Linked DNA regions of Mus musculus: all the other regions are linked to region 1. A link is a contact called in public HiCAR-type and promoter capture Hi-C data. All regions are on one chromosome and are shown on one strand. Each heading gives the region's core, a stretch centred on a gene start, on an enhancer-like site or on the middle of the called end of the contact. The rest is flanking DNA. Distances are from core to core; before and after follow the strand shown.

The links. Promoter capture Hi-C pulls out the DNA fragments that hold promoters and counts their contacts. HiCAR-type assays count read pairs that join an accessible place to other places.
Region 2: a HiCAR-type map of astrocytes shows a contact between it and region 1, with 5 times the contacts expected there. The contact joins the promoter of Uso1 here to the promoter of Mthfd2l in region 1. A contact is called at or near these places in 13 of 39 promoter capture datasets (the 3T3-L1 cell line, 3T3-L1-derived adipocytes, the C10 cell line and 8 more), 7 of 115 datasets of contacts at active chromatin or transcription factors (the NIH/3T3 cell line, astrocytes, embryonic forebrain and 4 more) and 2 of 9 other capture datasets (embryonic stem cells and liver).
Region 3: a contact with region 1 is called in a promoter capture Hi-C map of embryonic stem cells, with 5 times the contacts expected there. The contact joins the enhancer-like site here to the promoter of Mthfd2l in region 1. A contact is called at or near these places in 5 of 39 promoter capture datasets (embryonic stem cells, hippocampal neurons, liver and 2 more), 3 of 115 datasets of contacts at active chromatin or transcription factors (the NIH/3T3 cell line and embryonic stem cells) and 3 of 9 other capture datasets (adipose tissue, embryonic stem cells and liver).
Region 4: a HiCAR-type map of astrocytes shows a contact between it and region 1, with 5 times the contacts expected there. The contact joins the promoter of G3bp2 here to the promoter of Mthfd2l in region 1. A contact is called at or near these places in 10 of 39 promoter capture datasets (the 3T3-L1 cell line, cranial neural crest, embryonic stem cells and 5 more), 3 of 115 datasets of contacts at active chromatin or transcription factors (astrocytes, pancreatic cancer cells and pro-B cells) and 1 of 9 other capture datasets (liver).
Region 5: a contact with region 1 is called in a promoter capture Hi-C map of the SN4741 cell line, with 5 times the contacts expected there. The contact joins the promoter of Cdkl2 here to the promoter of Mthfd2l in region 1. A contact is called at or near these places in 19 of 39 promoter capture datasets (the 3T3-L1 cell line, 3T3-L1-derived adipocytes, the C10 cell line and 13 more), 5 of 115 datasets of contacts at active chromatin or transcription factors (SST interneurons, astrocytes, forebrain and 2 more) and 2 of 9 other capture datasets (liver and macrophages).
Region 6: a promoter capture Hi-C map of the HPC-7 cell line shows a contact between it and region 1, with 6 times the contacts expected there. The contact joins the enhancer-like site here to the promoter of Mthfd2l in region 1. A contact is called at or near these places in 8 of 39 promoter capture datasets (the 3T3-L1 cell line, 3T3-L1-derived adipocytes, the C10 cell line and 4 more), 1 of 15 datasets of contacts at CTCF or cohesin (the NIH/3T3 cell line), 4 of 484 Hi-C or Micro-C datasets (CD8 T cells, cortical neurons, germinal center B cells and 1 more), 2 of 115 datasets of contacts at active chromatin or transcription factors (astrocytes and neural tube) and 2 of 9 other capture datasets (embryonic stem cells and liver).
Region 7: a contact with region 1 is called in a promoter capture Hi-C map of liver, with 6 times the contacts expected there. The contact joins the promoter of Rchy1 here to the promoter of Mthfd2l in region 1. A contact is called at or near these places in 16 of 39 promoter capture datasets (the 3T3-L1 cell line, 3T3-L1-derived adipocytes, the HPC-7 cell line and 9 more), 1 of 15 datasets of contacts at CTCF or cohesin (the NIH/3T3 cell line), 5 of 484 Hi-C or Micro-C datasets (bone marrow-derived macrophages, cortical neurons, embryonic fibroblasts and 2 more), 10 of 115 datasets of contacts at active chromatin or transcription factors (the NIH/3T3 cell line, bone marrow-derived macrophages, cardiomyocytes and 6 more) and 4 of 9 other capture datasets (adipose tissue, embryonic stem cells, liver and 1 more).

The regions. Positions count from the first base shown.
Region 1 is chr5:90,929,331-90,933,644 of GRCm38.p6, reverse strand. It overlaps Mthfd2l (methylenetetrahydrofolate dehydrogenase (NADP+ dependent) 2-like), which reads right to left and starts at 2,449. Exons shown (of 8, transcript NM_026788.1): 1 at 2,212-2,449. The coding sequence starts at 2,327.
Region 2 is chr5:92,135,548-92,139,861 of GRCm38.p6, reverse strand. It overlaps Uso1 (USO1 vesicle docking factor), which reads right to left and starts at 1,924. Exons shown (of 24, transcript NM_019490.1): 1 at 1,699-1,924. The coding sequence starts at 1,764. It also overlaps a transcript of G3bp2 not described here.
Region 3 is chr5:92,110,399-92,114,712 of GRCm38.p6, reverse strand. It overlaps a transcript of G3bp2 not described here. Among named protein-coding and RNA genes, the nearest start is that of Uso1, 25 kb to the left of the region's middle. Within about 2 kb of position 1,747, at least 56 of the 459 cell types and tissues checked have an H3K27ac peak or open chromatin away from gene starts, as enhancers often do. A contact at or near this core is called in adipose tissue, embryonic stem cells and liver, where this site is marked.
Region 4 is chr5:92,081,532-92,085,845 of GRCm38.p6, reverse strand. It overlaps G3bp2 (GTPase activating protein (SH3 domain) binding protein 2), which reads left to right and starts at 2,102. Exons shown (of 11, transcript NM_001080795.2): 1 at 2,102-2,317. It overlaps Gm46933, which reads right to left. Exons shown (of 2, transcript XM_017321256.1): 2 at 1,681-2,974. The coding sequence ends at 2,273.
Region 5 is chr5:92,041,051-92,045,364 of GRCm38.p6, reverse strand. Cdkl2 (cyclin-dependent kinase-like 2 (CDC2-related kinase)) reads left to right here and starts at 2,323. Exons shown (of 14, transcript NM_016912.2): 1 at 2,323-2,566.
Region 6 is chr5:91,998,721-92,003,034 of GRCm38.p6, reverse strand. No RefSeq gene overlaps it. Among named protein-coding and RNA genes, the nearest start is that of Odaph, 13 kb to the right of the region's middle. Within about 2 kb of position 1,789, at least 78 of the 459 cell types and tissues checked have an H3K27ac peak or open chromatin away from gene starts, as enhancers often do. A contact at or near this core is called in CD8 T cells and the HPC-7 cell line, where this site is marked.
Region 7 is chr5:91,961,002-91,965,315 of GRCm38.p6, reverse strand. It overlaps Rchy1 (ring finger and CHY zinc finger domain containing 1), which reads left to right and starts at 2,248. Exons shown (of 9, transcript NM_026557.4): 1 at 2,248-2,686. The coding sequence starts at 2,597. It also overlaps the pseudogene Thap6.

The DNA.
Region 1 (4,314 bases), core at 1,200-3,699:
TGGCTTGGCAGCTGCTAAGTTCCTCCCAGTGAAAAGCACAAGCCCCAGACTTATGCAGTGTTTTAAACCACAGCCATCCTGACTGGTAAAATCCCTACACAGTACCACAAAGAGCGAATAATTTAAGCTCCAAGATGATTTTTTTAAACATTTTTGACCATGTAAGTAGTTCTTTTCACAACAAAAGAAGCTCCAAAAAAAATAGAAAGACATCTATGTATTTACATTAATTTCCCTCATTTATTAAGCTGTAATTTTCATGCATAAATAGGATAGCTAACAAAGAATTTTGAAGGGAAAAGTTATTGCAAAATGAATAGTAAATAATGTTATGAGATCTTATAGCTTCCAAATTGAATCAAATATTATTTCTTGAAATTCAACATACTAAATTAACCTTCCATGTAAAGAATACTTAGTGTGTTCCATTTTTATAGGTGTCTACTGAGACAAGAAATAAAAAAACGTCAACAATCTTTTTCCACTTAAGGGCTCTAAAATGTGACAAATTGGTTAATTTAAAATAGTTAATGTCACTGAGGAAAGAGTTTATGTAATCAAGGATAATTTCCAATAAAAAAATATACTATGATTCAAATGTCATGCCAACAGGAATGATGTTAAGTGTGACAATGAGGGACCAGACAAATGAGGTGTCACTTAAAAAGATGACTGAATGGGGAGGCAGACAGTGGCAACCTCTGGAAGATGGAGTCTCTTCTCTCTGCTGGCCCTAGAAGAGAAAAGAGACACCAATAAACATCAACACACTGTCCAAATTCCTCCCCACCCGAGATACACCAGTCTGCTGGTGTTTCTCATCTTCACAGCCAGCCTTGCCTTCAGGTAAAGCGGTCAGGGCCAAAAGAAAGGTCAAAAAAGTACCACCATATCCGAACTTGGTTAGTGCCGTCTTAAAAAGCAAAAACGCTACAAAATGGCATTTCTTTTCTTACATAATTGTAATCTGCATCAAACAGAATGGGAAGCAGGCAGGCACAAAGTAATGTCTTTTATCATCACAGTTTGAAAGAAATAGTCTTCCAAAACAGACTGCACCTTTAATTCTAAGGTATCAGAGTTCAAACCCAAGGCCTGCCACCAGACCAAACTACAAATTGCAAGATGGGAAGTTTCTATGAATGGATGGATATCTATGTGTTTGTGGGTGTGGAGCATGTGGCTACAACCAAATACTGAGGTTGTAACTGTTGTTTCAGTAGGAATTAGGCAAGGAGCAAATGGGGAGATGGAGACATCGAACTGATGAAGGGACATTAATCAACTTATACACTAACAAAAAAATTACCATTATTCTAGAGGGAAGCACTAAAAACTTGAAATTCCAAGGATAATGATTTAAATAGGATACTCTTGGTAGACAACCCCTTCAAGTCTGGATTGCAAACAGAACCCTTACAAATCTGTTCTTCCAAGGGAGGAGAGCACTCTGGCTAAACAGCAAATCCCAACGCTGCTACTACAGGCCAACAGTGTACAGCAATAGAATTCCGAAGCTGTATCATTTACCACACATCCTCTTCTATAGACCTAGTCACTACAAACCATCTCCGAAGTTAAGACTACAGAAAGAACTTTAAATTTCAGTGACTCAAAACTAAGATCCAAATACGTATGATGGGGAGTTAATTTAAATCACACAGCACCTATGGGCACAGCCTCACTGTACTTTTCCTTGAGGACACAAAGTGACTATAAACCGTCAAGCGAGAGTCTCCAGCCACCTAAGAAGCACTGGAAGTTTACAAATGAGTTTTTCTGAACTCGAAGGCCCTGGGCAAGACACTATGCATTGCTGTTGTTCCATAGGTTGGATTCCCCAGCAGACAAGGGACGCTGCGGCAGCGTGGCCTGTTCCTGGGCACCACGGTGTCTTTTCATTGTCCCGGGCAGCAACCAAATCCGAAGGCTGCCAAGCGCCCTACAAGCGGAGAGGCCAGCCTGGACTGCATGCAGTTTAAGGAAACTGTAAGACATTCCGAGGTGGGAAAGATTACAGCAAGCCGGTGACAAAGGACTAAAGAAACAGAAACGCTGGACTACAGGTCTGCACAGCGCCTACTCCTCCTCGCACAAGAACAGTCTGAACAAAGCCGCGGCCCATTGCCTGAGCGCCTCGCACCGCGGCCACCCCGGGCCTCCGCAGGCCCCGCCGCCGCCCAGCGCGCGGCCCCTGCCCGCAGCTCCTACCTCCGGCCGCTGCTCCCGAAGCCGCGCCACGCGCGCTCGGCGACGCCCGGGGCTCGCACAGGCCCTCGGCCCAGACGGCCCCGGAGCAGCGAGAAGCCGCGGGCCCGCGTCGCCATGCCTCGCCGTCCGCCTCCGGGGGTCCCGCGGTCAGCTCAGCGACACGCCCGGGGCCCTCAGCAGGGTTCCGGGGCGCGGGGCGGGGCCGAGCCCCGAGAAGGCAGAGGCGGCACCGCTGGTGGCCGCGGGGTGGCGGGCGACTTGGCTCCAACCCGTGCACGCTGTCGCCACGGGAGCACAGGGAAGTCCTCGGCCGTTCTTGCAGGCAGCAAGGCCCCCTTGTGCCCCAGGCCCAGCTCTAGTCCCTGGTCTCGTTTCCATGGTTACAGGGAGGGCAGCTTGGAGCAGTAAAGTTGTTGCAGGTCTTTGCTTTTCACTCCCTGTGCGACCTTAAGATGCATTGAAAAAGAAACTCAAGGAGAGGAAGAAACAAAGATGTCCTTGGGATTTCTATCAGTCTTCAGCATCCTTGACACTTCCAGAAGATCCTAGAGTTTGTGGAACCTTAAAGCAGAGGGAGTTTGCAATGAGAAAGCAAAAATCATCTGCAAAGCTAACAGGAAATATTCCTCCCAAGGTCAAGCTGTGGCAGTGATGCGAGGGGCAAGAGCTGTTTAGACTACTGTCTGACTGAGGAAACTAGTTATGGAAAGTCCCAGATGTTAGAGAGCTTGTTCTGTGAAAAAACCATCAAGAACAGTGGTGCAATGTCTGTCTGGTAGAAGGCATTTAATCACAGAAAGAAAACATAGAAGAAAATCTTGGCATCGAGACTTTTTATGTAACACTTTATCATAGTGTATAAAAAAAATTTAAATTTCTGCTGTGGGGGAAAAATAAACCTGTTAAGAGAATGAAAAGGCAAGGAAAAAGTTTCGTTGAGGGGTGGGTGTTTGTAAAATACTTGTTGTGAACTTGTACCCCAAATATACAAGTGTAGTCTCCCCTCCCCCAGCCTGAAACCTGCTTGCTCAGGGGTGGAGCTTCCTGCTCATTCGTTCTGCCACGCCCACTGCTGGAACCTGAGGAGCCACACACGTGCACCTTTCTACTGGACCCGAGATTATTCGGCGGGAATCGGGTCCCCTCCCCCTTCCTTCATAACTAGTGTCGCAACAATAAAATTTGAGCCTTGATCAGAGTAACTGTCTTGGCTACATTCTTTTCTCTCGCCACCTAGCCCCTCTTCTCTTCCAGGTTTCCAAAATGCCTTTTCAGGCTAGAACCCAGGTTGTGGTCTGCTGGCCGGACACAACAATTGGTGAACCAACTCGGGACTGAGAAACGGCAAAGGATTTTTGGAAGAGACGCTGCTGGTTCGGAGCTCCATAAAATAAAGGATAAGGGAAATTCATACCGGAGAAGGTATGGGCTAAGCTGAGACAGCGTTAAACCCGAGCGCTGGTTCACTTAGGTTCAGCAGTGAGGAGCTGGGTAATAGGCGGTAGGCCGTAGCTCTCCGAAGCTACATGAGGTGTGAGAAAAGAAAGGGTTTATTAAAAGGAATAGGCAGATTGCCCCAGTTAATAAAAAATGCATCATAAGGGAGGAAAATGTCCCAAAAAGCAGAGAGAAATATCTCTCTGGGCCTTATAGCAGGAGTACTCTGTTCCCTTTTGTGTCTTGTCTAATGTCCGGTGCACCAATCTGTTCTCGTGTTCAATTCATGTATGTTCGTGTCCAGTCTGTATGAATGAATGTTCTATGTTTTATGTTGGATAATAAAGATGGTATAAAAAACTTTATCTGCAAAGCCGAGAGCTGCCACGTGTTTCAGCCAGGAATCAGACACATGGCGGGAGGGCCCCTGCTGGAAAAACTGTTCGTTTTAGGAAATAAGGGCGAGTGCACAGCCTCTAAGTTTCGGAGTAAAAAAGCTAATAAATGGTTTATGATTAATGTGTTTGACAATGGTAAAGTGTTTTTTATTCTATGATTGTAGCTACAAAAATTATTATTCTCTGATTGGTCTAAATGTAACTGCTTCATTTGGTTCTTTTTTATTGGTAATGTGCTCTGAGTGTTTTCACAATCAGCTCATAAGTT
Region 2 (4,314 bases), core at 675-3,174, 1.2 Mb before region 1:
ACCAAGCATCCCAGCTCCAGCTCCGCAGTACCAACTGCACAAGTCACTTTGCTGAGCGGAGAGTGAGGAGGCTTGACCTCTCGCTGCTCCAGGAGCCTCAGCTTCAAATTCCTCTAACGCTGAAGAACGCATCACCTCTTCCACAGAGGTCACTGTGACAAGGCCGAAGGATCATCTCAGCCTAACCTACTAGAGTCAAGTCCATCCTTTCCTGAGCATCTACTAAGGGCTGCACTTTCATGTTTCTCAACTTTAAAGACTCATTACAGCCACAGGAGCCAGCACTTTTTACTTAGAAAGCATTAGCCTTCCCAGATCTGTCCAAGTCAACCAAGCCTGGAAGCCTGGATTCAAATCAAGGTCTCATTTCAAAGCCAGCTCTTAATTTGTGTGTCTCTGACAGACAAACATCAGACAAAACACAGAAAGGTTAAAGAGATGGGCTGTGACTGTGGTGAGCTAAAGTCCCTGGCTTTCCAATAACAGCAGCCTTGTTGCCATGTGGGGAGGAACAAGGGAAGCCAGGTATTGGGGGAAGAGGAGATCTGATTTTCAAAAACAACACATGTGACAGCCTTCAGCTCCGTTGTAACCTGGTGGGAAGTCTGGCTCAGTGGCAGAATGCTTGCCCTCCATGTAATCAGGCCCTGGATTCAGTCCTAGGCCTCCTCCATCTCCCTCAGTACTAACTACATGCGTAAACTACACTAACTACATTAGTACACTACATTCGTTAGTTAACGTAATCCTAACTTAATTAATGTGGGTAATCTTATTTCCAAAAGGGCCAGCTAACAACTGAAACCCGGGATCAGCAATCAAGTCTAAGCTTAGCAGAAAGCTTAGTTTCTTAGTTTCCCCCGTAGTAAATTCTAGCTCCAAGATTCTGGTCAAGTTACTTTAATTCTCTCTTCATTAGTAAAGACTCCATCCTATCTTGCAGGTCCTATTTTATGACCCTTCTGAATCCACAAAACAGAGCTATGACAACTACCCAAAGTTTGTCTTTAAAATGTCACACGCGGTTTTTTTTTTTTTCTGTATATCTAAATTCATTTTTCTCAGGTAAGCCATCCACAGCAGTTTCCAATTGGCTCTGCAAACTTCCCAGGAAGTGTATCCTAAACATAAAATCAAATGCCGGTTTTCCATGTCTTAATAATTAAAAAAGAAAAACATTAACAAATCATGTCACCAATAGAGCAGAAGAGTCCCTAGAGTGGTTAGCGCGCAGATCACTACAGCGTGCAAGAGGAGTAAGTATTGCCCCATGACACATTTGGGTGAACCTGAAAAGTAGGGTCTGAACCACCAACCCTAGGCAAACGCCCATTCTTACAGCTGATGGGGCAGGAACAGGTGGCATTGTGCCCCAAGAATATCGTTTTATTCTTAGCCACAAGCCTTCGCCAACAGCTGGGTCTTAACTTCCTTCCAGCCCCGTAGAGCCGGGTTTCAGCCGGCACCGAGGCTGGCCGGCCGACAGGTTAAAGGGAAGGAGGGAGGGGCCGCGCGGTCCGTCGCCGTGCCGGGTCCCCGAAGCCCTCCTGTCACCACGGCCCGGGCTGCACCGCCGCGTGGGGAGCTCGCGCGTCCGAGCAGGGGGAAGGAAAGAAGGCAGGCGACGGGAGCGGCGTAGACGCCCCGATCTCACCCACCCAGCCCGGCCCCAGCCCGGCCCGGCGACGCTGCGCTCACCGTCTCGGCTTCAGTGTGCTGGGGTCCGGCACTCTGACCCCCCATCACCCCACGGAGGAAATTCATCTTGTCGCTCAGCCGCCGGCTTCACCAGCCCCTCTGCCAAAGAAAACACGACCGCCCCCCGCCCCCCGTAGGGCCTAGCCCCCGAGCCGGCTCTCCGCACTCCCCGGCCTCCGCCACCGCCGCCTCCTACTCAGCAGCCTCTCCGGCCCCCCGAGCCCGGAAACAGCCGCGGACACCAGCCGCGGTGCGCATGCGCGGGGACGTGGCGTTACGTGGCGGCTCGAAGGGCGAAGGCAAAAGGGGAGAGGAGGGAGCCCCGGGCCGCAGGCCACGCCCACCTGCCCGGCCCCACAGGCCACGCCTACCAGCAGGCCTCCCACCACTTGGGCACGCCCCCTCCTCCTCCTTGCGCTGCTTGCTGCTGCTGGCCGCGGTCACCCACGTGGTCGCAGCCCTGCCCAGTCGGCTCCCGAGGCTCTGATTAGACTAGGAGCATCGGCTGGTAGGTGTTTTGTCGCCGAGAGCGGGACGGACTGCAAGCTGTCAAACCTGAGGGTTTATTTTTGTTGAGTCGAAAGTGAAATTTTCCTTTGGCCGGCGTGACAGGTAAGGGGGAGAAGGGTGTCCTGTCCCCTGGAAGATTCGTATGGTTCTTTCGGTTAAGCGGTACGAGCGAGGTGGCCTTTTGATCCTCGCAAATTGCATTTCTACCCAGGGCTTTGTTTGGTGGTAAAGGGGGTGCTAGAGACCCCTCATTCCACTACCACTCGAGGGCGCGTTTCTAAGTTCTTGCTCCTCAGCCCCGCTAAAAAGAATTCCTTGATCTAAACACCAGGTTCTCCGCTCATTTTCAAGTGTGAGAAGTAACCCCCTTCGTTTATCTCTAATAAGAGGTTGGAAATAAATTGTTCCATTGTGTCATTTTGGTAGCATAATGCCCCCCTTTTTAAAATTAATTCTTAATTTCTACGTTTTCAATGGTTTTAGCAAGCAGAATGTCATATTTCCAAATCGCTATACTTGTTCTTTCCAAATGAGGCTGCCAGGTACACATGGTTTTGCAAATTTCTTGACTCTGAAAGGGAGTCTAGTAAACCAACTGACTCATGCCTCTCTTGGTTTCAATTCCCCATAGGTCTCAGATGTGACGATTAAGACCTATGTCTCCCCCAGACTCCCTCTAAAAAGAAATCAGTATGCTTCCACGGTGTGCCCTAGCGTGCTCAGTAGTACCTCTACCCAAATAATCCCCTAGTCTGTAAGGAGGAATCCGAAGACTCCGGCTTTCCTCCTTCACCTGTCCAATGTTGAGTGTATGGTGTGCAGGAATATTTCTCAGATTCTTCCACACTGAGATTACAGCAGTAGGCTCCTAACTAGTTTGTCTACATCCAGCCCTGGCTTCCCACAGTACACCCTTGGGTGAGCCCAAGAGGAAGTATGTCAGTCCTCTTGTTAGAATCCTCCAGTGGTTCCCCGGTTTATATAATGACATCCAAACTCCTTAGTTTGGCAGACACACCTGTTAGGGTTGAAGCGCCAGTGTCCCTCAAATACTCAACATGTTTCTCTTGCTTTAGTATGCCCTTTCCCTCTTTGTGGGGCAGATTCCTGCTAGTTCCTTAAGCCTCCACTTCAGCGTCTCAGGAGAGAGTACCTTGAAATCAAGATGCAGATTCTTTGCGCTGTCACTTTGCCGCCGACACTGAATTCAAACTTGATAAGCCAAATCTGATGACCCGGCCATTTGTAAATCAGTTGCTAGTGTATTTACTAATCATGGAGTGATTTTGATGGATAGGTGAATAAATTGTTGAATGAACATGTGACTAGTATGCTAAGAGAGACGATCTGTTCTGCCCGTGAATGACAGAACACACACCATGCAGGCCGTAGTGATAGATAGTCCCAAGGTCGTAAGCCTGGACACAGAGCATGGTGGGATACTATTGCCAGGAATACTGTGTGCCACTATTGTCCTCTGCTTGACATTTTGCTTTAGACATTTTCCGTGGAGGCATTTTGTTGCATCCTAAAAAATGTAACCATTAAATTGTCACCAGTGACCAAGGAAAGCCTGCTAAGACCCTCACCTAGCATTCTCACCTTGCCCTGAGCCTGACCTCTCCTCTTCCCCAAGTCTCACTGTCCTACCTTAAGGGATGAGGCTCTGGTACGATCTGAGGGGGCTTGGAGACATCTCTGTTGTTTGGTAATGGAACACAGGACCTTGACATTGTTACAAAATTGTTTTAAGGGACAAACCTCGTTGAAATACCTTGTTTTAAACTTTGTTGGACACAGTAGTCATGACTTACGAGGAGGTGTCCATCATTTGACCTGTTTTATTCCCTAACATTGGGTCCTGGGCAGGAAGGACAGGACTGTGGGCAGGAAGGACTGAGAGATGGAAAGAAGGAAGGGCAGAGGGAAGGACTAAGGGACGGCCAGTTGAGTGCAGAAATGATGAGGGTGACCCACCACATTCCCTGGTCTCACAATCTCCGTTCTGTTCTGCTCACTTGAGTTTTGAGGTCTAAAAAGAGGCAGATAAAGTATAAACTCTTATTTATGCCCCAGGAAGGATCTGAGGGAACCCAAGCAGGGAGC
Region 3 (4,314 bases), core at 498-2,997, 1.2 Mb before region 1:
AATCCCCGACTTCAGGACTTCCTCCACAAAGCCACAGGCTTTTGCCTTAAGATTGGGTAGCCCAGAGCTGGTCGCAGGAAGGAAAGAACCAGAACCCTGAGGAAGAATCACTGTGGCAGGAACTAACGCCCGTGGGCTTCTGCCTTAAGATGTGGTAGTAGTGGAAGCAGTTCACTCGGAGTTACGTGAGGGACTGGATAGCCAGGGGACTAGTAAGCAGGGCAGATCGACGTGGTGTCTGTCCAGATGTGCAGAGCAGAGCACTGCTCTTGGTCTCTGCATATATACATATATACTGTCCAGTAGGCATCTGGGGTATTAGGACTGTGTCTGATTATCTTCAGTGAGTGATGTGACTTGGTTCTGGTTATCAGTCAGGTGCAGCCTTGGGTGTAGTAGGGACCCTCACTATTTTTACATGTCTAAAAAGCACTTTTTTTTAAAAAACTATGCTCTACTTTGAGGGTCAGGTTCCTGGAGGTAACTTTCCAGCTGCCGGGCAGACCAAGGTGGTGTCTGTCCAGATGTGCAGAGCAGAGCACTGCTCTTGGACTCTGCTTATATTCTGTCCAGTGGGCATCAGGGCATCATGGAGTTTTAGGCTCTTGCTTTACTATCTCCAGTGATGTCCCTGGGTTTGAGCTATCAAATGCAGCCTTGGGGTGTAGTGGGGTTCCTCACTAAGCTATTTTTACATGTCTAAGAGGCTTTTTTTTTAATTTTATTTTCCTGTGTTCACTACTTTTTCAAATCCTTATCTCCCTCATCTTGAAAGACTTTCATGGGAAAGTTTTACACACACATATACACACACACACACACACACACACACACACACACACACACACACGAAAGACTTTCATGGGAAGGTTTTATACACACACGCGCACTGATAGCCAAGAGCTGTGAAAACCCCCACCCGACCTCAGCCAAACAAACGCCTGGTCCTGTGTGTTTGTGTTTTTCCCACACTCGCTCTAGACAGAGTGAAGTTTGCTTTGTGCAGACATTGAAGCTGGAGTAGTCTCTTTGTCATCTGAAACTTACTTCCTACTGAGGCAGGAGGATCTCTGAATTCAGCAAAGGCTGTCCTTGAGCCAGAAAAGAAAACAAAGCAGGACAGCAGATACCAGAGCCTAAAGGGGGTTAAAATGAGGGCTGGAGAGATGGCTTGGCAGTTAAGAGCACTGGCTGCTCTTCCGAAGGTCCTGTGTTCAATTCCCAGCAACCACATGGTGGCTCTCGGCCATCCATAATGGAATACTCTCTTCTGGTGTGTCTGAAGACAGCTACAGTGTACTCATATAAATAAAATAAATCTTTTTTTTTTTTTTTTTTTTTTTGGTTTTTCGAGACAGGGTTTCTCCCAGGCTGGCCTCGAACTCAGAAATCCGCCTGCCTCTGCCTCCGGAGTGCTGGGATTAAAGGCGTGTGCCACCACCACGCCTGGCAAAAATAAATCTTAACTAAAGAAACATACAATAAGTAAATATTTAAAAAAGAAATGGGTGTGTGTGTGGAATTTTGGGAAAGCTGCTTCAGCACTGCAGAGTGCTGGGACTACAGGCGGAGAGACTCGCCTAGGAAGAGCTGAGAACTTTGTCTCCTTCCTCACCCCCAGTCTCCCCAGCACCCCACTGTCACCTGGCTCCACTTCCCCAGCTACTCCTGAAGGGAGTGTGCTCTTCCCTCCAGCGGAGGGACTGCTCTGACCTGCATAGCTCTTTTATTTGTGTTTTTAAAAATAAGGTTTGCCAGCACTTTGTTCAGCTGGGAGAGCCAACCGCAAACAATACACAGGAAACTGCGGGGGAGTTACGAGGGCGACTTCTTTTTGCTCCCGGCTGTAATTCCCGGCTCCAATTGAAATGGTAAAATGCGTGAATTGCTAATTTGCCTCGCTCTGGGGTCCTGTACTTTCCCTAACCTGCAGGTACAGCCCAGGCTTTTGTGGGTGTTCTCTCTCCTGAAGGGAGAGATCTGCCTCCTAGAGGAACTTTCTAATGAGGGGAAAGTCAGGCAATTAAGCTAATCTGGGACTCCGATGGGCCGGAAACTATCTCCTCAGGGTGTTTTCTCCTTAAACTTGACTGAGAGTTTAGCTTTTAGGGCAGACCAGTAGGTCACAAAAGTTGTTTAGAGGATTGCTTGCTCTGTCACAGTGAGACAGTTATCTGGAGAAGGGTTTACCTGAGGTGGGGGAGCCTTGGCTCCTAAAGAATAAGATGTAGGTTGAAATTATCTTTTAATTAAGCTCTAAGAAATTAAAATGACCTTCACTGGAGAAGTGAATAGGGACAATAGCCAGGTGGGTGTGGCGGTGGGAGTCGGGGTGGGAAGGAACACAAAGAAAAACTCTCTAGGTTGGTTTGTTGCTGGGGCTGACCCCCAGGAGCCCCAAGTTTCGAGCTTCCAAATGTTCCCTGGCCCCGCCCTTCCTTAAGCACAGCCCGGTTCTTCCTTCGGCAACTTGACTGCTTGTTTGAGCTTTTCTTTTTTATTTAATTTTCTCTTCTTTCTTTCTTTCTTTCTTTCTTTCTTTCTTTCTTTCTTTCTTTCCTTTCCTTTTCTTTTCTTTTCTCTTTCTTCCTTTCTTCCTTCCTTCCTTTCTTTCTTTCTTTTCTTTTCTCTTCCTTCCTTCCTTTCTTTCTTTTCTTTTCTTTTCTTTTCTCTTTCTTCCTTTCTTCCTTTCTTCCTTCCTTTCTTTCTTTCTTTCTTTTCTTTTCTCTTCCTTCCTTCCTTTCTTTTCTTTTCTTTTCTCTTTCTTCCTTTCTTTCTTTCTTTCTTTCTTTTCTTTTCTTTTCTTTTCTCTTTCTTCCTTCCTTCCTTTCTTTCTTTCTTTCTTTCTTCCTTCCTTCCTTTCTTTCTTTCTTTCTTTCTTTCTTCCTTCCTTCCTTCCTTCTTTCCTTTCTTTCTTTCTTTTTTTTTTTTTTTTTTTTTTAAAGATTTATTTATTATTATATGTAAGTACACTGTAGCTGTCTTCAGACACACCAGAAGAGGGAGTCAGATCTTGTTACAGATGGTTGTGAGCCACCATGTGGTTGCTGGGATTTGAACTCTGGACCTTCGGAAGAGCAGTCGGGTGCTCTTACCCACTGAGCCATCTCACCAGCCCTCTTTCTTTCTTTCACAGCCTCCTTCCGTGTGTGCCCCGAGGTTTGATACTAACGGTGCAGATTCCTCTCCTCTCACAATCTTCCTTCCAGGGTACTGGAATCACATACAGACTTTGCCACCACACCCAGCTTGTATTACCTGTTTTTTTTTTTTTTTTTTTTTTTTTTTTTCCGGAGCTGAGGACCGAACCCAGGGCCTTGGGCTTGCTAGGCAAGCACTTTACCACTGAGCTAAATCCCCAACCCCTGTATTACCTGTTTTAAGCCTAGTTTGCTCGATGTTTTCAGTTCCTGGGTGTCCTGACTGCCTGTTGTCTCAGTACTCTGCACCCGGACCACTTTCCATCCCCAAAGTTGGTTCTTAGTGTCTTTCAGCCCTGGCCAGTACTTTCAATGTCTACTTACCGTCTCTGCCAGGGCGCTGTGTAGTTTGCAGCCCTATGCCCTTTAGTTCTTGGCTCTTTGTAAACATTTAAGAAGCACTCCCTGAATGGAAAGATTTGAGAAGAGAGCCCCAGGGCAGTTGGGTAGTTGACAAGGGTAAATGCTACTGGTTGGAAGACTCAGAGGCGGTGTCTTCTGGGTGGGTGCCAGCTCTTTCTTGGGTCATGTTGTCTCTGCTTGTTTACAGGTTCCCTGACTGGAGCCCAGTGACAGTGGCTTCTGCCAACCAAATCTTCAAAACATTCATAAACTCTTCAGCACTTTTATCTCTCCACCTGAAACTACAGGGAAGCCAGGGTACAGACAGAAAAGTCTGAGGGTGCCTGCTTTTTCCTTCTTGAGGGTCTACTTAGTTTGGCTACAAAGACTGGGTGGTTTAAGGAATGGCCTTCAGCTATGTTTTAAGTGTTGCTTTTTTTTTTTCCTTCTGTGAATTCTGTTCCAGAGGTTGTAGTGGCCAAAGCACCTTTTACTCTGAACAATGAAAGAATCAGGCCAGTGTGAGTCCCTGCTGTCCACTTTTAGCCTTCCAAGGTAGACCAGTTGCCCTGCTCTCTTTGTGTAGTTAATTTTTCTTTTGCTCTAGTAATAGTCTTGAGTTCACTTTGCAGGAGTATTTGGAAGTTTCTTCTAGGTCTCTTGATGTGTCTTCGTTGTCTGATGCAGTCCTATTTACAGATTCCAGGTGTGGGGTCTTGGCAGGGGCATTTAGAAGAGCATTGCTGCGGCTTCCGTAATAGTACTCAGGGCT
Region 4 (4,314 bases), core at 853-3,352, 1.2 Mb before region 1:
CTTGTGGGAATTAGTTAATTTACTAAAATTGAGTCTCTCTTTTTTTTTTTAAACAAGTAACATTAATTGGTATGTCTTAGTGGCAGGGATTGCCTGAGGCCTGCTTTTGTTAGTCCTGGGGCTAAGCTTAGAATTATTCTTATGCTTTGAAGGATTATAAAAGGAGGAGATTGAAGAAGATACTTGCTGTTCCTTCAGTGACATTTGCTGCCCTCTGTCTTAGGGGTGGTAGAATGGTTTCCCAGAGCAGCTCTATGATCCCTTGGTACTTGTGGGATGTGCCTGTTCTCAGCCCTCAGCACACATCTGCAGAATCACAAACGCTGAGGGGAGTTTTAACAAACCCCGATCTGATCCCATGCACAGCAAGGCCTGGAGACACACCTTATCTCAGGTTACAGGATGAAGAATACTTACAAAAACACTGCATGGAGCCCAGCATGGTATCACACATGACCCGTCTGGTCTACAGAGTGACTTCCAAGATAGCCAGAGCCACACTGAGAAACTTGGTCTTGAAATATCCAAAACAAACCAGAAGCATTCGATGTGATTGGAAACAGTTGAAATTTTAGCAGTCAATAGTAGCAGCATTCTGTCGTTTACAATTAGGGGTGTGGGGTATGGATGCAGAGTGCTTGTGTTAACATGAGTAGTCCTTGTTTGTTTGAGTATTATCGAGAGAGTCTCCTTATGTACCCCTGGCTGACTTAGAATCTGCTTCGTAGACCAGGTCAGCCTAGACCTTGTGATCTTCCTGCCTCTGCTTCCCAGGTGCTGGGATTAGAGGTATGTAGCCCCGAGCCTGGCTGAGATGAGTAATACGAGCGTGTCCTTAGGGTAAACCGTCTCGTAAGTCTCACTTTCCTCATCTGTAAAGTGTGCATTCAAATAGGTAATTACGTAAGTGGGTTTTTGTGAGACATAAGTGACTTTTATAAAATACCAGTAGCGTATCTGGTCTATAAACACTGTACTTAAAAGGTAATCTGCAGAAGTAATGCATTAAGAAAAACCATCTCAGAGTCATTTAATAAATGATGGTCTGCCTATATATTTTGCATATAAAAATTATTAAGCAATCCAAAATAATGCCAGTGTAGATTTTGGAGGCTCAAGTACCAATCAGCATTGCCTTTTGTGAACCTTTTTTTTTTCTTCTTCTAGGAAATCTCTACTGTGAGGGAAAACTGAGGATGTATTTAATCCTGCATTTTGCTTGATTAAAATGTGTTCTATTCCTCTCAATTGCCCTTCCGTTCCTTTCACCGTTTCATAGCTTCATTCCCAGTTTCTTCTGCTATCTTGAAATTGAAAACATTGCTATTAGTGGCAAAGTAACATTTGGTCTACAAAGGCTTTTTTTTCCCCATGAATCAAGGTTCATGAAGCAGTGTTGTTTCCATAACTAAGTCCCAGTGGCATAGATTTATAAGTGGCTTTTTTTTTCTTTTTTAAATTTTAAGCCTTTCAGCCTTTGTTCCAGTAAGTTCCATTTAAGGATGAAGCCACCAAGGCCATACAAAAGCCCCAAGCCCATACAGCCTATGTCATACTTTCCCCATACTCCATAGCTCGGCACCCTTATTTAAAACTAGCTGTTTGACATTGATGAGAAAGACTTTTAAACCTCCATTTCCTAAAACAGGCTAATTAAGCAATACAGGTGAGCTCACTGTGCAGAGTTCAAAACTGCATTTTAATGCTCCGATAACGCAGCAACCAGGACCATTACTAAATTTGCTCCCTCTTATCACGAATAAAGGCTCCAGGAATAACCGTTTGTAAAAGCCACTGGTTAGCGGCGAGCCATCTTTTTTGTTCGCGCCACCTGAGAGGACAGGGAGGCTTCAGCATCACTGCAAGAGAAAGGCAGCTTCCTTGTGACGTCAAATCAGCGGGCTCTCGCCCCGACTTTAGGCCGGTTCCGGTTCCCTGGCTTTCCGGACGCCCGAGCGAGCGAGCGAGCGAGCGCGGCGCCGTTCTGCGCGTGCTCCGCAGTGGGACGCGAGAAGGTTGGGTCTAGCTCTCCAAACTGATGCCTGATTGGCTGGCGCTGTGCTGGGGGGTTCCCTAGCCCTTTCCGCAGGGGTAAAACAATAAGAGGGGGCGGCGGCAAAGGGGGCGGGACGTCCGTGTTCTTGGAGCTCGTTGCAGCTCTAGGCTCTCGGGAAGAGGTGGCTGTGAGGGGCCCCGAGCTCGCGGCTCTCCGGATTCCGAAGCCTCGGGTTGCTTCGAGGGAGGAGAATCTGCTGCGGCCGATCCCGCGACACTACTGACCTCCGCGCGACGTGCCCGCCGCCGCTGTTGGTTGGAGGTGTGTACGGGGGCCGAGAGGGGCGGTCGGTGTGGTGGTCGGCAGGGGACATTTCCCTCCGCTCCGCGGCTCGCGGCAACCGTCCGGTGTGTGCGCTTGGTGTCGGGGTTGGTGCGGCGGAAACATTGTTCTCGCCGGCTGCCTACGCCAGCAAGAGTGCGTGCGTGCGTGCAGAGCCGAGCCTTTCCTGCAAGGTGAGCGGAAGGCTGCGTGGGGAGGAGGATGACCTGCGCGCGTGGTGCAGAGGAGGGCACAGGTGGGGCTGGGGATTGCTAGGATGAAGCAGCCCGGGGGTACCCTGTCCGCCGCCAGCTCCCAGAGCGCGCCAACGGGCGCCAAGCCGCGAAGCGGGGCAGTGGGCTCCTGCAGAGGCGGTTTCAGGGTAGGAAGCCCACCCGCCTGGTTCCTCCGCTCGCCGGCGGCCCTAGTTCCCGGTCGTCGCCCCGCCCGTGGGGGAGGGGAAGGAGGCCGTGTCGGCGGAGGCAGAAGCAACGCAGATGCGAAAGTAGCGGCCTCCGGGCACCATTTCTGTGCCCGGAAACTGAATCCGGGGTTGAAGGTGGCCGCCGCTCCACTTGCCGGGTGCTCGGCGTTTCCCCCCGCCCTCCCCGGATTATCCCGAACGTGTTCGGATACTGGGACTGTAACGTGCGTCTCCTACGTCCTTTTTCTGCAGACAATCTCTCCTGTTACCCAGGAATAAAAAGGACGTTTCAGTGCTTTGGGAATGGGCTTTTCTCCCCCTGCTATTCTTTGGGGTAGGACAAGGGGAGAAGAACGTAAGTTTCCCTAAATGGTGTGGATTTCGTTAGTGGAGTCTGATTGAGGTTTTCCTGCGTCTCTAAGGGCAGATTTATTTAGGTACCCCTGTGGTGCTTTGGGGGGGGGGGGGGGCTGTAGGGTCGTGTTCACAATTTCTACTCCCAAGATATAACTAGTTTTAAACCAAAGCACAAAAAACATTGAGGAGATGCCTTTTGCTTCTTAAAAACAAAACACGTGCAGCAAATCTGAATCAAGGAAAATTGCCCCCTTCTCTCCGGGTGTGATTGTTGTGCAGTTGATTAGCTTAAGGTTTCTGGTTTTTAGATTCTAGACACTATACCTCGCTTGTTCCAAGTACCTAGGCAGGGGAACCATTAGCTGCAGTTTAAAAGGATGCACTAATTCTAAGTGAGGATAGTAATTTCTTGTCCCAATTCCATATTTGGCAGTTATTGTAGCCCTAGGCATGTGAACCAAACTTTGAGTAAACACTTGATTTAGCGAAATTCAGTGATCCCTTTATGGTCTTTAGGTTTGGACCCAGTGTCCCACCACTCTGGAGTTAGAGGCAGGTGGTCTTTTGAGTTCGAGGCCAGCCTGGTCTACATACTTCCACAGGACAGCCAGGGCTACTCAGTGAGATACTGACTCAAAAAAATGGGGGAGGGGGAGTTCGGTCAGTTTGGACCTTAGGACGACTGAATTATATATTGTCCCTTCGTTACCGTTTTCGGACATATGCACTATCTAATCTCAGTGTATGAAAATTGTTTTGTTCTGACAAATTGATTGTGAGAACGGCTTCAAAGTGTGTTTCCCAGTGGCTTGGTTTATTGTGATGGTTTAGGTTATTGAGAATTCAGAATCAAAATATTGGCGGGCATGGATGCACGATTTAATGTCAGCACTCAGGAGGCAGAGGCAGGCAGATCTGTAGACTACAGAGAGTTCTGGGACAGCCAGGGCTACACAGAAGACCTAGACTCAAACAAAGCACACAAAACTAGAATTAGCGATGGGGGAAGCAAGCCTCAGATGGAGTACCGGAATGTTTGCAGAGTGGGTGGCTGTCTGTAGGTAAAGAATTCATTCGATAATTTAGAAGATTAACTTTGGCTAAGAGTCTGAATGACATGTTCAAGGCACCAATTTGCCTTGCTAGTACCCAGACCCAACCACCATTAGCTGATGATGAAGGCAGTTTCTTGTTCAGCCTTGGCCTGTGAACCTAG
Region 5 (4,314 bases), core at 1,074-3,573, 1.1 Mb before region 1:
TAACTCATCTTATTTGTTTAGCTGGGTACCAGCTTTTCCAGCATTCTTTTTTTTTTTTTTTTTTTTTTTGGTTTTTCGAGACAGGGTTTCTCTGTGTAGCCCTGGCTGTCCTGGAACTCACTTTGTAGACCAGGCTGGCCTCGAACTCAGAAATCCGCCTGCCTCTGCCTCCCGAGTGCTGGGATTAAAGGCGTGCGCCACCATGCCTGGCCTTTCCACCATTCTTGATTCCTTACCTCCTGTGTTTAATCACCAGGTATTATATTCCTCATTTTCTCCATTCTTGCCCTGGAACTTGGCATCCTGTATGAAACAAGGTCCATTTCCACTGTAGATTCATGGTGCACAGATTCAGTTGGCACACTAAACGTTTTATTCTGTTCCTATTGAATTGAAACTTGTCATAACTACCTACCTTTAGGAGTTTAAACTTACTATTTTCTTGAGCCTCAATCTGACCAGTATGTTTGTTGTTTTGTTTGGGGCAGGGTCTCAATATATAGCTCTGGCTGGCTTGGAACCTGCAGTATAGTCTAGGCTGGCCTTGAACTCAAGACATATGCTTGCTGGGGACTAAAGTTTTCACTACGTGCCAGGCTGACCAGTATGGTTTAATAGAAAAATGAAATTTACTAAAGATTTAGGCTAGGTAATGTGCATGTTTTCTCTCCTTGAATTCTTCTGGACTAATAAACCCTTACACTTAGTATTTCAGGAATTACTGATGCTGCCTCCTTCCCTACCATTTTTCTCTGCCAGTTATTTTATGGTTCAAGAAGAAAACAGCAATCCTAGTTGTTCTACATAACATCTATCTCCTTCCTCTTCAGTAATCGGATGACAGACAGAATAATCTTCCTCCCCCTTCCCTTCTTCATGGTGCCTCACAGAGGCTAGGTCTTGAGCTTGGTCAGTAGCTGAGAGAGACCTGACTTTGCGGCACTCCTGCTCCCTACCTCCGAGGGCTGAGATTAGAGGGCTGTGCCACAACCATCATGCCTTAGTGTATAAATTGTTGGATGTGGGGCCCAGGGCTTTGTGCAGTCCAAGCAAGCATGCCATCACTGAACTACCCTATTTCCCAAAGGAACTTGTACTTCTTGACTACCCTCTAGTTCCTTTACAGTTATTTCCAACTTTTAAATATTTTCTCAAGCAACACCTGTTCACCATTTTTATAGCCTTTGTCCTTTCAGTTCCCATGTATACCACTAATTTTGCTACTCAACTGTTTATTTTTTGTAAAACTGGAAAAAAGTAAAATATGAGGTTCCCACCCTAATAAACCTGTTTGTACATAAAAGTTCACATGAATGTCTAGAGAGATGGCTCAGTGGCCAAGCACACCTGTCACTCTTCCTGAGGACCCACGGCAATCAGAAACCAACTGTAACTCCAGTTCCAGGGGGTCTTGACGCCCTCTTTTACCTCTGTGGGCACCAAGCACGCTCACAGTGCACAGACATACAAGCAGGCAGAACACTCATAAATATTTTTCTATTTAAACCTCATGGGGTTTGTTACAATCTAGAGTAAAGCGATGGGAATTATCTTCAAGTTGGTCACAGCTCATTGCTACATTATAACTCACATCTTGGGTTATCCAAAAACAACCCCCCCCCAAAAAAACAAAACAAAACAAAACAAAACAAAAAAACCAAAAACCCATACCCTGTTTCCAGAGGTGGTTCTCAAAATTGTAGGTTCGGGAACTCGATTTTAAGCAGTTTGGTGAATGATGGTAACTGAGCACCGGGAGATTAATGCAGTACCGAACTAAGAAAAATTATAAAACAATTGCTCTTACACCTTACTATGCAAGAATAACCCCTGGGTGCTGGCTAGGCATATACGTGTCTGTTATCAAGGATACTTTCCTGGATCGAGCTATTAAAAAAAAAAACATATTTAGTTGAGTACAAATTGTGTGGCTATAGGTGAATACAAGTAAAACTATTTGGCCTTACAATCTCAGTCCCTTAATAAGGAGGGATAAAGCATTTCCCGGCTTCTCGTACGACGTCAGCATATGCTTGGTAATGGTCTTCCGATCTTGCCCTGTCGTGGCTAATCTAGTCTTCAAGCTGAAGGCAAGCTTTAAGCTCCAGCTTGCGCCGCTTGCAGTCAGCACCTACCTTTCTTGCTTTCTGGTCCTCTCTGGGCTCCACCCCAAATCTTTCCCTACCAGGCTGGCGTCCCAGGGTCCTTTTTCCTGTCAGGTCTGTCAACAGATCTCATCCCACCAATTTCGGCTAAATAAACTACTAGGCTCTTCCGGTCCACCGCCCGGAACCGAAAGGAAGCGAGGAATCGCGGCTGGGCGGAACCTCCCCGGGTGGGGCCCGCGCCCCGCAGCGCCCCGCCGCGCCGCGGGCGGGCAAGCTGGGAAATCTCATGGTCTCCTCAGTCCCAGCGAACCGTCACCTTGGCTCTCCTCGTGGCCACTGGGGCAACCTGCGGTCCCCTGAGAGCAGAGGTCTCCTGGCGCCGGCAGAAAGGTCCCTACAAACTTAAGACCGTAGGTGTGGGGACGAGGCCGTCAGCTGAGCGAACCTGCGAGCTCCAGGTGAAGGGGCGGGGCGGGGTGGCACAGAGCCAATCACAACGCCTGACGACAGGCCTCAGCCAATCAGGATCAGGGAGGCTCCGCCGTAGGCGGGGCGGGACCAGGCGGGTGAGAGCCGCCCCTTGCAGCTAGGGTGGCCAACGCCTTCGCCTAGGGCTACTTGGCGAGGTGCTGCTTCCCTGAGCTGAGCGACCCGAGGGCTTTCGGCCGGCGGTGCTCTGTTTTCCTCAGTTCGTTTCTCTGCAGCTGTTGTCCTTGACAGGTGCTTGTGTCTTTGCCTGTCGCAGACGCATTCTGACTCGGGCCCTTTCTCTCTCTCTGGAGACTGCCTATGGCTGGGGACCGAGTGAGGTCGTTGCCTTGACGACGGCAGCATGCGGCCCGTAGTCCTCGGAAGTGTGAGCTTGCGGAGGGCAGAAGCCAATCTGCCTCCCTGCCTGCTTCACCTAGGACCGGTAATTGCGTCCGCAGAGGAAATCCCAATACTGGGATTGCTAGTGTGCTAGCTAGTCAGCATCTTTTTAGATCTGCTAGCGAGATGCATATCACCTTAAATTTGTTTCCAAGTTGAAAACCTTTGGCTCTTTCCATGTGAAGGGTTTGGAAGAAATAGTAAGTATAATACTTTGTAAAAACCCAGTTATTTCGTTCTTTTATGTATAAGAAATTTCAGTTTGATTTTAACCAAAGAACATTGGTAGTATTTGAACAGTATGCTTGTATGGCACATATCCTAAATTATTATAGTGCCATCGCACCAGACTTCTTTTTTGTATGCCACGTGCTACCCATAGATTTAAGAGTGAGAAGGCAAGAAACTGATGGGTTATAAGTTACTGAGGAAACAAGGCATATTTTAGGCCATGATATTCTTAAGGTATTTTAGACAGTCCCACTTGAACAAGTAGGTGTGCTCTATGTAGTGTGTCTACATGGTTGGGAAAATAAATTTGGATTAGTTCACTTGTATAATACTAGGTTATAATATGTTTCAGAACCTTTTAGACATGATTAAGGTCATTTTTATTTGGTTCATTTTGCATCTTTAAATATCTAGGATGCCAATTACAATATGTTTAAAAACGATCTAGGCTATAGATTCCAGCTATTTGTATTATTTTCACTAGCCTAAAGCTTACTCCTTTACAATATATACTTAAGGGAAGGTTAAAAACTATGCCAGTTAGAATCACACTGAAGGTTTTTCCAAATGTAAATTTTTTATTATAAAAGTAATTAAAGGTAAAAAGAAGTTAAAATGTGAACTATATGGGAAGTCAGTGCCTATGACACTGTAAATAGTTTTAAGTAGAATCTAATACCCAAAGTGGTAATAAGATAGTGAAGAGTTTTGAATTTGATTTTAATTAGGATTCTTTTCATTCTCTCCATCTTCTCTTTTCTGTGTTGATCTCCATTTACACTGTGCAAATAATGGCTGCTGGATGGTGTACTTCAGTGGTAGAAAGAACACCTGCTTAGCTTATTGGAGGCCCTGGGTTAACACAGACACAGACACACACACACACACACACACACACACACACACACACTTAGGTGTCAAGTGTTGAAAATGTAATATATACTTTGGATTCTCACACACACACACACACACTTAGGTGACAAGTGTTGAAAATGTAATATATACTTTGGATTATCATAATTTTTTAGAATAAAAAGTCAATGTTTTTTGTTTGTTTGGTTGGTTGGTTTTCCCCCTTTTCTATGAATATACTAGAAGCCACTAA
Region 6 (4,314 bases), core at 540-3,039, 1.1 Mb before region 1:
CTGTGTGTGGGTATGTACATGTGTATGTGTGTGTGTGCCCGTGGACATGAGTGGCATCAGAACCTCTTCAGTTGGAGTTAGAGGTACTAGGAACCTAACTCACTGGGCTATCTCTGCAGAACTCTTTTCAGTATGTTGATGCTTTTGATTTTTCTCAGGGCACAGTGTGGTAAGGTGAAGTTAACCACCTGAGTCATGGGATGGTCCAGGGGATACTGTAATGGCATCAGAAAGACCCACCAGTGCAGGGGTGCTCCCTGGCAAGGACTGAGAGCACACTTCATCCAGGCTCAAGAGTTCTGAGTACAAGATGAAGGGTTGGCACGGTTAGGAAAGTCAATTCCTTCCCAAAATGAAGCTGGGGGGTGGGGTGGGAGGGGGAAAGGGGGGGTGCCTGAAGGCAGAGTGACAGGGATGCTGAGCAGACCATGTGAGAGTACCAGTCTTACCAGGCTGTGAACATCTTCAGACCTGACTGGAGACATGGAAGCAGAGGTAGAATGTAAGTTGGTCCTTATAGTGAATGGACACTGGAAAGAGAATCCACGCTGACCATGGCTCTCTCCCTGGACTGTTAGTTTGTACAATGTAGCCTCAACTTTGAAGGCAGTTAGCAAATACAGCTGTCACCTGTCCACCAAGAGTCTCAATTTTAAAAAATGCACAGCAGAAGTTTTTTTCCATGTCCTAAAACAAAAGTCTGGAAAAACAAGACACTGATGACACCTGCATGGGGGTGTGGGGTGGAAAAAGAGGGAAGTGTCTGTAATATGGAGACTGGAGGGTTTTAAACCATGGTTAAAACATATTTCTATGGCTGTTCCTGACAGCTACTCCTGTCCCAAGCAGAAGAGTGTTCGGTCCTTTGAGTGAAGGAAAGTGCAAAAGGCATTTCCGAAGTTAAAATGTTCATTATGTGTAGACTATACAGGGAACGACTGTCTCTTGTGCACTGGCTCTTGAATGTCCTGATTCTTCAGGGAGGACTCTGGCACTAAGCCACACTCCTCACATGTAGACATATGTCTTGACCTGGCCTTGCAGAGGGGTTTTGCAAAGAGGATTAGACTCAGAGTTTTAAGAAATACTTACTTTTAGTTTTTGTATATGGGTGCTGTGCCTGCACGTGTGTATGTGTGCCGTATTCACACCTGGGGCCCACAGAGCCCAGAAGAGGGCGTTAGATCCCTTGAGACTGGAGCTATAGACAGTTGTTTGTCACCACACGGTGCTGGAAATTGAACCCAAGTCCTCTGTAAGAACAACAAGCCATCTCTCCAGTCCCCATCCCACCCCATTATTAAAAAGTGATTAATGTTGCTAGGATAAGCCTGAGAAACTTTAAAGTTGTGTGCTTATTAGACATGGGCTTCTCTGTCTCTAGCTACCATTCCAGCTTCTCCTCTAAAAACACGGAAGGGGAAATTGAATCTGCACTGAAACGGAGAAAGGTTCCTTTTAAGTCTCCTGAAGGGTTGAAAGCACTTGCCAGCAATCCCTAACTATTTTATTTGGAAGGAATGTGTGTGTCTTCCCTTTCTCTCAACAGATGTTCTTTGTTTTCTGAGTGAAGACTTGAGACGTGGCCAGATAATATATAAATTGATGAAAACTCTAATAGGGTTCGATGTCAAATGAATCTTTAGATTCATTTGTTTAAAAACATAATTGACTGCATTCTTATTGTGTCCGGGAGTTGTTCAAAGCTTTAAGGAGAAAAGAATGAACAAGACTGACAAAGTTCCCCTTAAATAACAAGACTATAGATGCCTGAATGTGTGTGTGTTTGTATGAATGAATGAATGATTGAAATAACACTTGCTCATAGGAGTAACAGAACACATACAAGGAGTGGAAGTTAGCCTGTGCTTGCCCATCTCAGTTTGGGTCAGGGAACTATCCAGTGGCACTCTATGAATGGAAGCTTTCAAAGCAAGGAGTGTGGGCACATCTTAGAGCCTTAGAGAGTCCAGCTAGAGAGCAGGCCCTGAGGAGGAAGTGGGCGTGGTCTGCAGAGCAACAGCAGTGACAGTGTGGAGTGCTGTGAAACAGGAAGAGAATACAGTGTTGGAGGGACAGGGAGGAGGTGTGGGAGGGACAGGAAGGAGGTATGGGAGGGACAGGAAGGAAGTGTGGAGATGGTCTATGGGCCGCTGGAATTACCTCTGAGGGATCTTCCAGAGTGTGTGTGATGGTCACCCTTTATAGTCACATCATTTAATTGCTGCAACTTAATCTACATGTACCCTAATATTCCAGTGTTGAAAGTGAGGGAGGCACTTTCTGCTTGACCCATGTGTCTCTGTTCATGGGGCTTTCAGCTCGTCAGGTGTATGAAGTATAGAGTTAGATTTAAAACTATGAGAAATGTAGTTGAGGTGGATGCAGTGGCAAACGCCAAGGGGCAGAACTAGAGGAGTTCTGCATTCCCAGCCAGCCTGGTCTACAAATCTCATGCCAGGCCCTCCAAGGCTACATAGTGAGACCCTGTCTTAAAACAAACAACAACAATAACAGAGAGAGAGAGAGAGAGAGAGAGAGAGAGAACAAGCAAAACTCTACCACCACCATTGTAGTTCAAATCTGCCTTAGTAGGGGAAGGCATCTTTCTCTCCTCTCTCTCTCTCTCTCTCTCTCTCTCTCTCTCTCTCTCTCTCTCTCTCTCTCTCTCTCTCTCTCCTTCCTTCCTTCCTTCCTTCCTTCCTTCCATCCTTCCTTCCTTCCTTCCTTCCATTCTTTTTGAGGCAAAGACTCACTATGTAGCTCTGGCTGGCCTGAAGTTGTTATCCAGAGGCAACTGATCTGGACTCACAAGAGTGCCTGCCTCTACCTCCCAAGAACTTGGATAAAAGACGTGTGCCACCACACCTGTCAGGGAAGGGAGATGGTATTGGTGCACACTAAGACTATGCTAGGGGAATTCTATTTAGTCTATTATTGCTAACTGCTGGTCAATGTAATATTCAAATGCTTATTTGATAAACAAAAGCTACCACTATAATTAGTGTGCATACACTGACTTCCTTTATATTGTAGTAGTTTAAAAAAAAGAAAACTCCATTGATGGGTTGGTGAGATGGCTCAGTGGTTAAGATTAATTGCCCTTCCAGAGGAAGTAGCTGAGGTGGTCATCAGATGACTCAAAAGGTAAGGGCCTGCCACAAGCCTGCCTGACAGCCTGAGTTGGATTCCTCTCTCTCTCTGTCTCTCTCTCTCTCTCTCTCTCTCTCTCTCTCTCTCTCTCTCTCGATCTTGTGTGTGTGTGTGTGTGTGTGTGGCTTCAGTGTGTCACAAACCAGTTATTTAGTAGCAGACAGTCTCAGACCACACACATCCTTCCTCAAGCCTAGATGCCCATCTCTTGTTGGCCACTTGCAGCCTACAACATTTTTCTTCCTCCCTACTGAGGTGGATTTCCTCTTTGTGATGAAGCCAGTGTCCAGTGTGAGGCTGAGCAGTTTCCCAGGTGTAAATGTTGCTGTATTTTGACTGGGAAGGGTGCAAGCAAGAATGATTTCTGTGTGGAGATGAAAGTAGTTCCTGCCCCCTTCCCCCAATCTGTGTCATCTTTGGCCTCTTGGCCCACAAGCAGCTCTGTTACGGTCAGAGGTTCTAAAGTCTTAAAGATATTTTTCCACGTCTAGTATTCATCACCAACAGTGGAAGCTCAAATGCAACCCAGGGGCCTAGCTGCTATTGGTGGTTATGGGTGAATATGATCTCTCACTCCCTACTTTTCCCTTTGAGAACTGTGCTTCCATTCCAGGCAAACCTCCCCTTCCCCCAATTAAAAAGTAGCTTCTCTGACATAAATGCTCACCATGTCTCACTTCAGGCAATCTAGACTATGTGTTCTCAACCTGTGGGTCATGACCCACTTGGGGGTTGTAAGACTCTGAGGAGCTTTAACTACTGAGGACTCCCTATGTGAACCACGGGGAGCCAGGGATCGATGCAAAAGCAAGAGGAATTTATTGTTCCAGTGCGCTGGGGCTGTCCTGCACCTGAAGGAAAGGCAAGGACCTCCGGCTGCCTATTCTGCGAGTTTTTATACAGTTTTTAGGGGCAGAATAGAGCATCAGCAACTAGGCACAACATGATTGGTGGAACAGTGTACCCTCTAAACTGGTTGGTGTTAAGGGAATGAGGTAGTAGGGGCTTCCCATATCTGCAGGCAGCCAACAGTCAGTCTGTCCTGCAGTTTTTCTGAGGAATGTAATCAGCCCCTCCCTTCCAGAGGGGAGGGGTGCCTATGTGCTCCATGACCTCTCTCTTCCAGGAGGGAAGGGGCCTTCATGTTCTGGGGCCTGGTGG
Region 7 (4,314 bases), core at 999-3,498, 1.0 Mb before region 1:
TCTTAACAAACCTGTAAGTGATATGGACATTCAAAGATAGAAGGGATGGCTCCTGCCTTCAGCTTAGTGTTTAGAGTGCTTCTGTCAAAGTCTGTCTTCTTGAAGTGTCTTGAACACAGCACATCTCCTTTTTTTAGGCTTCCAAATGCTTGCAGTATTCACATCTAGTCTTTTCATGGCTAATACCCACTTTCTTTTGATGTTTTCATCTGTGGGGAATCTACAAAACAGTAAGAATATATTTTAAAGCTATATATGTGTGTGTATGTGTATATATATATATATATATATACATACATATATTAGGCTTTGTGATAACTACCTTTACCTGCTAAGACATTCTGTTGGCCTCATAGCTCAGTTTTAATATCTAGATTTTTCTGCCAATCATTCTTCATACATATGGCTTTTATTTAAATTTTTTTTTAATTATATGTAAGTACACTGTAGCTGTCTTCAGACACTCCAGAAGAGGGAGTCAGATCTCGTTACGGATGGTTGTGAACCACCATGTGGTTGCTGGGATTTGAACTCCGGACCTTTGGAAGAGCAGTCGGGTGCTCTTACCCACTGAGCCATCTCACCAGCCCTTAAATTTTTATAGTAGCATATGAATGTTTCAGTGGACATTTAGCCTGTAGCAAGATTTGCAATTAAAGGTTTTTCTTTCTCTACAGCGGTTGAAGAATACCTTTGGCCTTTCCCTTTCTGAGGTGATACCTAGAATTTGTCTTCAATGAATAGGAGGGCCTCTTATACTTCCTCCTTTCTGTCAAACCTGAAAATAACTTGTATAGCAACTCATACATAGCAGGTCTATAAATGCCTTATGAACTCATGCGGAGAACAGCTGGCACGTCTACGGTTCTGGAGCTACAATTACTTTGACATATACAGGAGGCAATAATCAGACTTCTCAACATTTCTAAGCTAGTTCAATATTGTTTTGGGACATGGTAGCACATAGGTTCTTTTTATTTCCCTGCCTAGTAAAGTAACTAGATCTTTCCCTAGTAATAACAGTGCTTCACAAAAGCTGCGAACATCCTAAGTATGCTTATTAAATCCTATTAGACCCTTCCTAGGGTGTCACAGGAATGGCTAAACACTAAATTAGAATCCTCAAACTCACACAGCTAAATAATCCTTGATCTGAACATGTAGTTTACAGTGAACCACTCCACCTCATCTATTTCTAAAAAGAAGGTATGGGTATTTGAACAGAGCCCTCAGTTAGATGATGATCGACATATGAACAGTAGAGACCGTAACACAGTTAGAATGCAAACATTAGCAAAGACGAGCCTGACAATTTGTGCGTGGGGGTATTTTATTTTTGGTGGGGGTGCTATCTGGTCTTTCATTCCTTGGCACTTGAAACTTGCACATTATAAAGGGACCATTGTCAGTTCAAATTTAACAAGGTTATTTTAAAAAGACTGGGAACAAAAGCTTGTAACTGCAGACTCTGGTAGAATCATTTTTAGTAAAAAGTTAAAAGTATCTGGCTTGAGTACAGCAAAGTCTTACACATGAAATGTCAGTCCTTTTAACTTGGAATTTGGTAAACAGCGAGAGGCACATCCAATGGCCGAGCAACCTTTCACCATGTTTTTAGCAACTCCTAACACAACTGGAAGAGAATTAAAACGAGTTAGTAACTCCAGGGCTAAGCTAAAGGCATCTCCTCCCGGACAATTGCCTCCCTTCTCCCAGATCCCAACACCTGAAGTTTTGCTGATAAAATGCTCTAAGTCTTGGTATTTTGTAAGAGTGGACATAAAGTTATGCACCTTGAGGTCTGAGATTCAAACTCTGCAGGCTTCTTTATTTCTCTCATGTTCTTACGGGCCAGATTTTTCTCTCCCACAGGTCTGGTACACACTAACTCCTGCTGGCGTACTGTTTGCCATTCAACTTTCAGCTCGAGCGTCTCCTTCCCCAGGGACACCACACAGGACTGTCCTTCCAGTGTGGAAGTTGTGACCTCATCTAATGCCGTGGCGTTCTCCCCCTCCCCATTTGTGAGTTCCACGGGGGCGTGGCGTGGCTACTTGTTTTTCACTTTGCGTTCTTAAGTCCTGGGTGGGTGACAGCACAATATTTTCTAAAGGGGGCGCAGGGAAAAAAGGAGACCGGGACAGCCGCCGGCACTCGGACCTGCGCGCGCAGCCGCCGAGCCCCGCCCCCTTTCGGAGCAGCCGCGGGAGGGGCCGCTCCTCACCGGCGCCGGCGGCTCGCAGCAGCGCCCGCCAGACGACGCAGCGGTCCCCTTCGCCCGCAATCAGGGCTGGCAGCGATGCCGGGGCGGGGAAAAAGAGCCAACCTAAGACTTACTACCATTAGCAGTGACGACAGCGACTAACGTGGACGACGGACTAAGCGTCTCACTTGGCTTCCACCCCTTACACCAGGGACCGGAAATCCGGATGCTGCAGATCACGTGATTGGACCCCCCCTTCCTGACTCTGGTGGCCGCTGCTCCGAGGAGGAGCGGGTGTCCGACCGACTCTGCTTCCTTAAGGCGTGGCTTCCAAGCTGGGGGAAAGGTTCAGTGGCTGGTGAGGGGGAGGTGGTGGAGGAGGAGGAGGAGGAGATGGCGGCGACGGCGCGGGAAGATGGCGTCCGCAACCTGGCGCAGGGGCCGCGGGGCTGCGAGCACTATGACAGAGCTTGTCTCCTCAAGGTGACGACTTTAGAGGGTACCTCCTCGATGAGCTGCGGTCGGGTCTGGCAAGGGCAGGTTGGGCAGAAGCTTCAGACCGAGCTGCTTGTCAGGATACCTGCCATCTGGAGTTGGGCTCTCCTTGCAGGAAACGTTTTGGCAAGGCGAGCAGGAGCTCTGTACTCGATCGCCGCTGCAAGCCAAGTTCTTGTTTGTAAAGACTTGGCCCTTGCTTAAATTCACCTCCCTTGTGGGTTTATCCGTCATTTGCGGTTGACAGTAGAATGAGGAAGTGAAAGGGCCTTGGCATTTCTGTCAAGTGCGTATGATGCAGTGATGAAAGCATAAGCAAGGGAAGAATCAGAATATAATTTCTGTACGTGTAGGAAGTTTATAGTATGGCTTGTCAGCTTCATTTTTTTGTCTAGGAATATGCCCAGACCTGTCCAGGAGAAAATGTCTGTGTGAAGTGAGAGTTGGGTGATTGCCATTAAGTTGGATATTGGAGGAGTGCCTAATACATATATGCTGTCATTTTTCCTGCTTGAGACGTTCTAGTCATCTAGAGTTTTTAAAAATGACTCTCACACAGTTAAGACTTACCTGATTTTTTTTTTTAAGAAGCAGTTTTAATATTTTGTTGAGAAAGCCTGAGATTTGAGCTGGGGTTATAACTCAGCCTTAGAATTGAGTTTATAATGCTGAAGGCCTTGGCTTCAGTCTTCAGAAGTCGCCTCCCACTGAGAAGAAACTTTGACTCTTGGAATCCTATAGCTTTCCCTTCATAGTTTAGATTGTCCTTAACTTGCTGTGTAATTTGGAGCAAGCTACTTTTTAAAGAGCTTGCATATAAAATATACAAGTTTGGAAGCTGGTCTTAGTGGTAAAGGCCTGTAGCTCCAGGAGATGCATACTTCCAGCTATTTGTGAAGCAGAGGCAGAAGGAATACCAGCCAGGAGATGCTAATGCAAATAAGAAAAAAAAAAAAAGGAGGTGGGGCTGGGGGTATATATAGGTCATTGCTAGAGTACTGGCCTCACCAGAGAGTCTCTAGGTTCAGCCTTCTCTGCCAACAGGGAAAGTCCCTCTTTTATAAACCATGTGATGATTGCATGCTAGAGTGCACATGTGGTGTTTTAAGAGGTGTGTCCCCAGAAATGACTAGGAGTATATATTAACTAGCACCCACAGTGGTCATCAACTCCTCCTTCGCCACCTTCACAATCAGCTCTGCTGGTCACTGACCTTATAAGTTAGGACTAAGTGATAGGCTTAGATCTGTAAGGCAACTTAAACCCTTTTCTGTAGGCCATGCCTGGTGAGCATTCATTGCATTGGATGAATTTTTTCAGACTGGTCAATTATCTAATGTTGTATAAAGAATTAAATATTCTTTTGGTTACATTTCTACTGAAATATTTTTACAGTTTCAAAGTGGTATGAAACTGAATTTAATACCTGGCCTTCCCCTTCCACCCCTGCAAAGAAATTGCACAACCAAATTTGTGTTTCACAACACTTAAAATCTTTTTCTCTGAGTGTCCAAGCATTGTTTTTCTGTTCCCTCTTCCTCTTTCTTAATAGGAGAGGCCAGCTGAGGTGTTTCAAGGAGTAAGTCATCTACTAGATCAAGTGTAGCTGTGCAAGC